3 separate regions of the Mus musculus genome follow, and regions 1 and 3 are each linked to region 2. Evidence: chromatin contacts called from public Hi-C and promoter capture Hi-C data. All regions are on one chromosome and are shown on one strand. The core of a region is the stretch at or near the end of the contact, and the rest is flanking DNA. Distances in the headings are between cores, read along the strand shown.

What was found. Promoter capture Hi-C pulls out the DNA fragments that hold promoters and counts their contacts. A called contact is a pair of places that touch in the nucleus more often than the background predicts.
Region 1: a contact with region 2 is called in a promoter capture Hi-C map of hippocampal neurons, with 3 times the contacts expected there. The contact joins the enhancer-like site here to the promoter of Mettl21a in region 2. A contact is called at or near these places in 7 of 39 promoter capture datasets (the 3T3-L1 cell line, the C10 cell line, HPC-7-derived erythroid cells and 3 more), 13 of 484 Hi-C or Micro-C datasets (the Ba/F3 cell line, the C10 cell line, the C2C12 cell line and 10 more) and 3 of 115 datasets of contacts at active chromatin or transcription factors (bone marrow-derived macrophages, effector CD8 T cells and memory CD8 T cells).
Region 3: a contact with region 2 is called in a Hi-C map of myocytes, with 1.9 times the contacts expected there. The contact joins the enhancer-like site here to the promoter of Mettl21a in region 2. A contact is called at or near these places in 1 of 39 promoter capture datasets (the 3T3-L1 cell line), 2 of 484 Hi-C or Micro-C datasets (myocytes and uterus) and 1 of 9 other capture datasets (liver).

Annotation. Positions count from the first base shown.
Region 1 is chr1:64,444,664-64,447,825 of GRCm38.p6, forward strand. No RefSeq gene overlaps it. Among named protein-coding and RNA genes, the nearest start is that of Gm36148, 71 kb to the right of the region's middle. Within about 2 kb of position 1,563, at least 161 of the 459 cell types and tissues checked have an H3K27ac peak or open chromatin away from gene starts, as enhancers often do. A contact at or near this core is called in the P5424 cell line, Th1 cells, bone marrow-derived macrophages and 4 more, where this site is marked.
Region 2 is chr1:64,615,885-64,619,280 of GRCm38.p6, forward strand. Mettl21a (methyltransferase like 21A) reads right to left here and starts at 1,880. Exons shown (of 3, transcript NM_025964.4): 1 at 389-1,880. The coding sequence starts at 535.
Region 3 is chr1:64,824,984-64,828,639 of GRCm38.p6, forward strand. The region is part of intron 6 of Plekhm3 (pleckstrin homology domain containing, family M, member 3); the gene reads right to left. Among named protein-coding and RNA genes, the nearest start is that of Gm51628, 60 kb to the right of the region's middle. Within about 2 kb of position 1,673, at least 32 of the 459 cell types and tissues checked have an H3K27ac peak or open chromatin away from gene starts, as enhancers often do. A contact at or near this core is called in myocytes, where this site is marked.

The sequences.
Region 1 (3,162 bases), core at 313-2,812, 170 kb before region 2:
CTTCTCTCCTGCCTCCTTCCTCACCTCCCCACTCTGTCCTCTACCTTACCTCCCCTCCCCTCCCCTCTCTAATTCCTTCATAAAGCCTCTCCCTGCCCTGATCTACCTTCCTAGAAGGAGGAGGGAATGGTTCGACTGCCTAGTCTTTCTGGCCCTCTTTGATTTGAAGGAAACTGGAGAACAGTGAAAATACATCAAGTTCCAGAAAGGGGGAAAAAAATCACACACACACTCTCACATATACTCACACACTCTCACATATATTCACACACTCTCATACAGACACAATCACACATACTCATACACACTCACTACTCTCTCTCTCACACACACACACACACACACACACACACACACACACACACTGTATCATGCTAAGTTAAGAATGGATCTCGCTAACAGACGTGACAGACTAATGGTATTGGTATGGGTGAATTGCTGGATAGAGCATCACAGGAAAATTATGAATGAAAAGTGAAGGCGATCCATAAGTTATGGACATGGTGGGTTGGGTGATGATTCAGAGGCCTAGACTCCTGTCACCTGGTGACACGCATGGGACCATGTGCCCTAGGGTGGGCCATACAGCCACTCTTGCAGTTTCAAGGACCATGGACACCAGCTGGGCTAAGTTAAAGGTACTTCTAGTTTGTTTGTCCCAAATGTAGCCAAGATCACACATCCAAGGACGACGTCTCCATATTTATGTTCTGCTGGCTTTCCTCCTGTCACCTCATCCTATCTTTACACTTGGGGAGGGCTAGAGAGAGAGGGGTGACCCGAAGTGGCAGTTGACAGACAGACATGGTGTGCTCAGTGACTCCCCAAACTCATGAGCCACGGAGAGAAGACTAGAGCAGACCCATTGATGTGTGCCAAGCCTTCCTGCACAGCACAGCGGGCTGAAGGCCCAGAGGCCACGATAGCCTGTTCCCTTCGTCCTTGGCAGCCATGTTTTCCTTTCTGACAGGCTCCTCTTGGCTGGTACCCTGTTTGAGACCCTAGGTCCTAACTGGCTGCCTCGCTCATAAACAGGTGTCAGCCAATGGCTTACCCTTTGCACCCAGTTCTGGCGGAGGATTCACTCACACCGCCCAGAGTCCCTTCAAATAACAAGAATCTTTAGAAATAAGATGTTTTAAGAAAGCCTGTACTAAAACATCACAATCCGACACAGCGATTTGGCCTCGCTGGCTGTCTTCTTCTGGTTTTAGTTCACAGGATTAAATTGGAAGGTCAGAATCTTCCCTTGTCTGCAGACTAGATGGGATTTCTCTCCTTACAATGGGGCTGGGAACCGGCTCCTCTGAGCACATTTACATTACTCCTGCTAACACATTTTGAGGTTCTCTGGCTGCCACGCTACGTGAAACAGGTCAAGTCTGGGAGGGAGAAGGGGGCTTTCCCTTCCTGTGACCTCAGGACTGATTTAATTAAGCCTCTCCTCCATCCCCGATTTATAGTCTGCAAAGTGTCCTCGCAGAGGCCCTCTGATGTGCTCTGCCTCTCAATGAGCAGATAGGCAGTGACAGGGCCGCGCCATTCTGAGCGGCTGCTGCCCCCACGAGAGCACTTGGAACAAGCGCAGCCTCTGCAGCCCTCGATCCAAGCCTCCTTTGGTAACACCAGACGTGGGTGAAAGCTTCGAAGCTCTCCTGGCTCCCTTAGGCACAAAGCTTTCTCCTGAGACTCCTACTGTGAGGAGGAAATAACATTTGGAACCCTTCTCAGAAATCGGATTTCTTCTCTAGATTGAAAATGAAAATAAGAAAAGCCTTCACGTATCTGGATAGGAAGACAGACAGAGCTAAGAAAGGAGGAAAGGGAGGGAGGGAGGGAGGGAGGGAGGGAGGGAGGGAGGGAGGGAGGGAGGGAGGGAGGGAGGGGGGAGGGAGGGAGGGAGGGAGAGAGAGAGAGAGATCCCCAGGGCCTTCCCCTGTTGCCCATCAGGCTGCAGCTGTCCTTCACAGTTTAACAGCCCTGCCCTTTCAACCTGCCACCTAGGAATGAATGAAACCAAATGTCCCATAGGACATGGCCCCTCCCGGCCCCTCAAAGACTTCTCCCTGAAGATGAAATCTGACAAAAGAAACAAATTAGATTAAAATGTGGTACCAAGGGCTTTGCGTTGCTCAGATAAGAGAATCTGCAGAGTCCTTAGGACCCAGAGCGGTCAGTCCTGTTATACAGTTTGCGGTGGGGAAGAGTTCAGCTGACTTCTACCCACAGCTGTTCTTGCGCACCACCTCTCAGGCTTCACTGTCCTTGGCTTCAGATGGGGAGGAGCCAGTGGGGAAGGGAAGAAGAGCCTAGAACTGGCCCTAGGGACCAGACAAGTAATGTGAATAAAGAAACTGGCCATGTGACTTTTATATAAGTTAGGCTTTTATATAAGTTCTCCAGATTTTTAAATGTCTACCTCTCAATTTAAGAAAAGCACTCTCCCTGCAATATTTATATTGTGCACTTTCTAGACAGCAGGCCCACTAAGAACCATATGAAGTAAATGCTGGTATTGCTTCCTGTTCCCTAAAGAAGAGCAGTGTAGTAACACCTGCCTTACCTCAGAAGGCAGCCAGCCACCGGCCTGCATCTGTCCACTGCACTGGACTGCCTAAGGGCTTCACCTGGGGAGACAGCTCAGACTGGGAAATTGCTTACCAGAGAGACAAGCAAGAATGCCAGAATTCAACCTCCAGAACCCATATAAAAAGCAGGAACCTTTATGAAGACCAAGCTACACATCTGCTACATATGTACAGGGAGGTGTAGGTCCAGCCCCTGTATGTTCTTTGTTGAGTGGTTCATATCCCAAAAGCTGTTGCCTGTGTGTGGGATATATTCTTCTGGCTGGGCCACCTCAGTGGGAGAGGAAGTGCCTAGCCTCACAGAGACTTTAAGTTCCAGGGTGGTGGGGATACCCAGGGGCCTTACTCACTGCTCAGAGGAGAAGGGGGAAAGGATTGTACGAGGAGGGACTAAGGCAGTGAGCAGGATGTAAAGTGACTAAGTAAAAAAGAAATCAAGAACATTGAAAAAGAAAAAACAAGGACCTTGTTTACAGTCTTAGTGCTAGAGAACTTACATACATACATACATACATACATACATAGGTAGATGAAAGATAGATAGACATATATACAGATACATATATACCACATA
Region 2 (3,396 bases), core at 630-3,129:
GACTCTGACTCTACACATTCTTTGTGTGTTTTTTCAGAAACAAACTTAATGAGCCCAGAGCAGTCAGGCCCACGCTTTCTTTTCAGTCTTCCGGTCCTCACTGGGCAGCTAACTAAGTCATTTCACTTCCCTCAGCTTTGCAAAGTGCAATGTATGTAAGGGGGCAAAGGGAATGCCTGGTGGGCAAGGAGATGCAGGGACCATGAAAAACTGTAAATAATGTAATGGGTGTACTACCATGGATGTGCTGAACCACCCAGTGTTTTTGCAGACTTTACATTGGTGGAGACTATATATGAATCATATCTCAATAAAGCCATCAATTTCCTTTTTAGAATACAGTCTTGCAACTGTGGATGTTTTCAAAGGCCCTGCAGTGCTGACTTACCGCATCCCACACCACTGCAGCAACTCCCAGTTGCCTCCAGTCCTGACGGATCTGGATGGTGTGGTTCGCAAAAGAGAAGGTGGCGAGAGGCTTATGGAATTTCTGGAGCCCTATTGCCGCGCTCTCCTCATAGGGTACCAGGGCCATTTCTTCTGTCTATCTCTGCTGAGACCTGTCATGCAAAAAGAATCCTGAGTGTCACCAGAGTCAGAAGTTGAGTGCTGTATCTTACTTAAGTAACTTGGAAAAGCTGTTGACGTTATTACAAGTTCAAACTAAGAAATAGACTGAGGTGCATCCAATTTCTTCAACAGCTTTTCCTCCGAGACTTGAGGGAAGTGAAAATTGGCTCTGAATTGGTGTCAACTAATAACTCTGAGGAGGAAACGCCTAGAAATCTCTAACTACTGTGGCACCCTACAGGCTCCTGTTACTACTTGGGCATTACATAAAGAACGGTACACGAAGTGACAGTGACGGCCCTGGGCACCTGATCTGTCTGGACCCAGCTCCCACATTTTTGTTTGTTTGGTCCGCCAACCTACATCCTCATGTTCAGCTAGGACAAAGGAGCCAAATGCGTACTTCTGCTAAATCCTAAGGGTTCGCCCTGCCTTTTGACCCTAGAAGGCTCCCTACGGCAGAGTGGATGGAGTCACCCTGGGGGCTGGAGCGGACAATACTGGCGGACAACCCGCGGGACAAAAAGCACGTCCCGCACGACACCCGGGGGCCACAGATGCGCTTCCCTCGCGCCCACGAAAGAGTCCCGGGAACCCAGCATGGTGGGAGCAGGGCTCTGCAGAGACTCCTTTCGGACCCTCGGGTGGAGGCTTGGCGCCCACACAGCCCGCTGGCCACCCTGCAGTGCCTCCACGTAGATACTCACGGTTCCGGGAGGGTACCCGAGCCGCGCAAGCGCACAGCCTTGCCCAGTCGCTGTGCGGAGCTCCTCCTTAAAAGGCTGGATTGGCAGAAGGCGGTGGAAGCTGGTTCCGGGAAGAGAGACGCGGGTTTCCGGTCCCCTTCCCCGGTACCGCCGCTTTCCCCTGGCCCGTGCTGTGTAGTTCCTGTGAGGCCCTACGGTTTTGGGGCGCCAGGGAGGGCGAGTGCACAGGGGCGTGGGGTGCCTTGCATGGGAGAAAGGCCGACCTTAAAGTGGACAGTTAGTCGGCGACGTTGGCGCCCAAGGATGCGTAGCGAAGTAGAGAACTAAACGTAGTCACCGCGTTTGGTGGCAGTGAAGTGGGAGAGAACACTACCGAGCATCCCTAACCACGGCGCGGCTGGGGAGTGGGCGTGCGACGCCCAGGCCGGGTTTTGAGCCCGACCACATGCGCTCGGGCGCTCGCGTCGCTCCACGCCGCCACTCTGCTGGCCGAAATGGACGCCTTTCTAAATCCTGGCCGGCAGCCTCGGCTGCAAACTCCATCCCCGGACCTGGCCACCCAAGGGTCTCCGCGTGCCGGACCCTGCCGAGCCGCGACCGCCCTCGCCTCTCCCGGCCGGCAGGGGGCGCGCCTGACCTCCACATTCCAGCACCAGCTGCGGGAGACTGGGGACAAGTGGCCTGCAGTAAACTGGGGACCAGTAAGAGCCCTTTCCTCAAGTTACTGAGTTTCCTGTTTGGGTCTTTTCTTCCTCCGTTTTTTCTCTTAGTAAGTTTTCTCCTTACTTGCTCCATGGCTTTGTGCTATCTCGGCTTCTCAGCTTCCCCTTTTCCTTTTCTTATTAAAGCTCACGTTTTTGCGCTAGAGAGAGCTAATCCGATTTCATCAGTGAATACGCACAAGTGAAAAGACCACACCACGTTGATATGTAGTTACTAGAAGAAGAAATACCTTTCTTCCGTGTGTTTTCTGTTTTATTTCTTTCTTTTGGGGACCTAAACTAGGCACAGGAAAGTGTAGACTTTGGGTCAGAAAAACATTCAAAAATGTAAATGGGTTGACCTCCCCAGATTCCTGGGATCTAGCTAACCATTCTGTCTCCCTATTCTCCATCTTTCCACTGAAAATGTATACACACACAGGGGAGGATTGCATACATATGTATATGACTTTAAAACTTCCCCCAAGCTCTCCAGCACACTGCCAACAAGAGCATTTGCAACATTACATTTACTTACCGTGTTCCTTTTGCCCCTCCTAGCTCCCAGAGTTGTAATTATTGCCGACTTGCTTAGAAAGGGCACACATCCGCTTAGGAAAATCAACATCTATAGCAGTGTAGACATTAAAGAGAGCACAAACAGAAACCACTGGTGAGCCTCTAAATATCTGAGAAGAAAGACTTGTTTAATCCTTGGGGGAGAGAGTAATGAGCATTTGATAGAGTACATATTTAAGTGCTCAGCCTGCTATATGGCTGTCTTTAATATGCCCAGGGATTTTCCTATCCTTAGTTCATACTTGACCATACAAATTGTTCTTACCATCAGAACGTGGGTGAAAGAGCCCCTCGCAGCTGGGTAGTTGCTCCTTTCTCACTATCCCAGGGCTTTGGTTTGGTTTAGTTTAAAACAGGATCTCTCTTCTCTACATAGCCTTGTCTGCCCAGGAACTCACTATATATGTACCAGGTTGGCTTCAAACTCAGATGCACCTGCCCCAGACTGGCAAGTGCTGAGATTACAGGTTGTGTGTCACCATGCCTAGCCAAGGCTTGTGTCTTAACATCCAGGCTCTCTTTAGCACCAGGTCCCCGGTTGGAGCTTCACAACTGAAACAGGAGTGAGAAAGAAACCTTTGTAATCGTGGAGAACAGAGCGTGCTGCAGCATTGCTTAGGTGGTACCACAACGGGGGGTGCTAACAACTTGGGAGACTTCCAATGTGAGTGAGGTAGAGGGGCTGGAGAAATGACTTAGTGGTTGAGAGCGCCTTTTGCTCTTGCAAAGGATGCAGGATCAGAACCCAGCACCCACATGATGGCTTACAAAAATCCAAGACTCCACCTAAGTGCCACGGACCCAGTGTCCTCTTCAGTCCCCTGTATGCACAAAGCACA
Region 3 (3,656 bases), core at 423-2,922, 210 kb after region 2:
TTCCTGCTTCAGCCTCCTAGTATTACAGTTACTGATGTGAGCACAAAAGCATTTTCTTAATAAAATTGGTCAAAGATAGTTAAAAAGAGGAAATAGATGGCGCAGGTTTGCTTAGATGTATCTTTTCAACGCAGAGCAGTTGGATTCATTAAAGGGTTTCCAGAGAAGCTGAGAGCACACAGCTCCTGTTAAGGATCACACCTCATTGTCTCTAGCTTTGGGAGGCAGTGGCGTACTGTGAGGCTGTTCTGAGCTCAAACGATAGCTAGCTACCTTCCAGCTGGGAGACTGGCAAGTTACTAAGCCCTCTGAGCTCTAGTTTCCTCAACTAAAACTAGCTAATATTTACATATAGGACTGAAGAAAGGATCAGGCTTTGTATGCTGGGCACAGGAAGCACTGTGTCTGATGGTACTTGGTCAGTGACTGCTACCTTCTCTCAATTTAAATAAAATCTTCAGTAATTTAAATTACTTTTCTAACAAATACTTTAGGTCTATAGCAAGGGTATGAAAGAAAGGTATGACAGTCACATGTCAGCTTTCAAAAGGTAACACATTGTTCTTCTGTTCGGATGCAATCAGGAAGAAGGGCAGTAGATGCATCCTCTGCCGCTGATATTGTTCAGGTCCATCAGAGAACAGAGTACGGGTGAACATCTCACTCTGGCCAAGGCTAAAGACTTGGAGAGACACTTGGCATATCTCAAACTTGATTAAATCACATTTTAGTAATAGCCAGCAGTTGTCTCTTACTCCTTTCTAATTTGCAAGTAAGTTAGTCACAGATAAATCTAACTGTAACAACCCACCAAGAGTCGGAAAGACACTTCATCTCCAGCATCAGGTGCATTTACAACCAGACGGCCAACTGGCTCTGTAACAAGGACAGTGGACCTGTGGGATGAGGCTTAGTTATCTTTCCATTTATTTCCTGCAAACTGCATGTCTACGTGAATAATCTCAGGACAAAGCAATTAGCAGGAAACATATGTAGCTCTTCCACCCGCCTCCTTGCCCTCTGTAGTCAACCTCATCCACTTTCTCCACGTACCCAAATTTTCCTTGAGAAAAGGCAGACATCCAAACTACAGTCAAAGTTTATTTCTGTTTTCCATTAGACTTAATTTCTTGTACTGAAAAAGGTACCAATCGACCTGTTTACTTGGGGAGTGCACACTGACTGGGTGTTTAAAGAATAGATGACTCCATCTGGGATTTAAAATTATATCATTTTATTGTGCTGTTGGACAAGAACAAAATGTAATATCAAGCTGACAACTAGACTTCCCTTTTAAAAATTCACTTAAATCATCTCAAATATTCTCATAACTGGAGAGACTGTCAAATCTCACTTTACATGATTCAGTCATCTGAGAAGAATACCAAGTATGCTTAACTCTCTGGGTGCAAACGCAGCCCATAAAAGCTGCCTGGCTGAACTTCCAGTTTGGGATACACACATTTCCCCTCTTCTATTCTGGTCACAATGGTCAGCATTGGAATTTGAGGCCTAAGGCTTTCTGCAGACTAAGACAACAGCCTTTATTTGATTTACTTTCTTGCAGACCAATCAAAAATTACAATTAAGTTAAAAAATAACCCAGTACTGCCTTCTGCAGACCACAGTTTCAGAAACAGCTGCTTATTACTCATGTGTGGCACCAGGAAATTGCAGTGTCATGTTCAAGGTCTGCAGCCAATAGCGATCTGTGGGATTGGAAGAGGGGGCACACACCACTCTTTTATGTTGTTTACCTTCACGGCACCATTATGAAGTTCATGATCTACAGGGATGGGGGATGAAACTAGTAACATAGACCAGGATAAGAGAATGACAAGAAGTCACACAGGAAAAAGGCGCTTTCAATGTATTTTATGCATCTACTAATGTTTTCCTTCTGATTCATCACATGACCCCCCATATTAAAACAAGCATTCCTTGGCCGTTATACAACATCTAGATTCTGGACAACTGCTGGGAATTTTGTGATAAAGAGGTCGTCTGCCCTGGATAAAAATGATTCCACCATAAAAGCCTACTTAGAAGATCCAGTTCATGTTGAGCAGATCCACCAGGAATAGGCAGGCTCAATGAAATCAAGATCCTATCCTGTCATGTGCTGTAACACAGCTTCTCATATAATTCAATTTGCATTTTCTTGGCTACATAACCTATGACAATTGTACTTTGTAGTGCCATTTCTCGGCATTTATAGGCACACAGAGAGGGGTCTAGTGACCTACATCAGCTAAGTTAGTGTCAATGTCTATAGTTCCAACACTGGAGGCTGAGGAGGTAGGCAAGAATGCAGGAGGCCAGCGTGAGCTACAGAGTGAGACCCTGTTTCAAAACAAAACACAAAACACCACCTAGATCCTGCTCAAGCTTAAAAACCTGACCCACAATAGGAGCATTCTGTACTCTCATTCTAAATGCTACTCACAGCTCCTCACGGGCAGAGATGCACACCACCAAAGTGTATAGGGATTGCTACTTCATGAAGTTGGGACAAACCTCTCTTCTCTTTTCTACTTCACTTTTGAGCTCCTCCTTCTGGCTTGGAGCTGGTGGTGTGTCCACGAACAAAACTCTTTTCTCTAACCAGCGCCACCTTCCTTACTCCACCGCGGGACTGCACAACAGGGCTGAGTTGGCTTATCAGTCATTGTACTGAGGGAGGATTATGATACCACCAAAGAGTTCTTATCTGATCCTCTCCTAAGTGTGACAGTTTCTATTAAGACTTTGGAAACTATGTGATAACTTGATGTGGCTTATGTCATTGGGTAGATTTGTGAGTGTTCATAATCATTCCCCTCATTTTGTTTCCTGCTGGAGTCTTAAAGAATAAAAGACAAAGGGATTTTAATCCCATTTTCTCCCATAGTCAAGATAAACCCAGAATAAAAAATTACTAATAATGGGACAGGGTCTATTTCACACAGTTTTCTGTATGTGTCCAAGACTGTCAATCCATACACCCATGAGTATGAACGAAGCTCTTGCAGAATAAGGACAGTTATGCAGCTCCAATACCTAAGCCCTAGAAGGCTAAGTAGTCTCCATATTAGATGTGCAGGAAATAGCTGTAAGTATTTAAACCTAGACAGTTCTAGGAAATTCTCCAGGATGACCAGCAGAATCTGCTCTCTGCTGAGTTACTTATATGTCTGAGGTAGTTTATTGCCTTAAATAGTGAGAAAAAGACCCAAATAATCATTTAAACTCACCTTTCTTATTATTTAATAAACAAAAAATTATGACCCAAAGAGGGAAACAATCACTCAGCTTCCCAGTGTCAGTCCTGTCTTCCTCTCTTCAGTGTGCTTCACAACTGGGAAGGGGTCAGAGGCCAGGCCAGGCTGTGACCAGGCAGGCATTCTGAGGTCACTGTGTTCCTACTTGCCTTCCACGTAAAAGCAGGAAATGTAATCTAGGAGACCCAGCTTGCTTGCCTGTATGTATGCATGTATGTATGCATGTATGCATGCATGTAAGTATGTTATTATTATTATTATTATTATTATCATCATCATCATCATCATTATTATATCTATCATCATCATCATTATAATCATCATCATCATCATTATTATATCTATCATCATCATCATTATATCTAGTCCACTGGCCTGGAACTCACTATATAAACT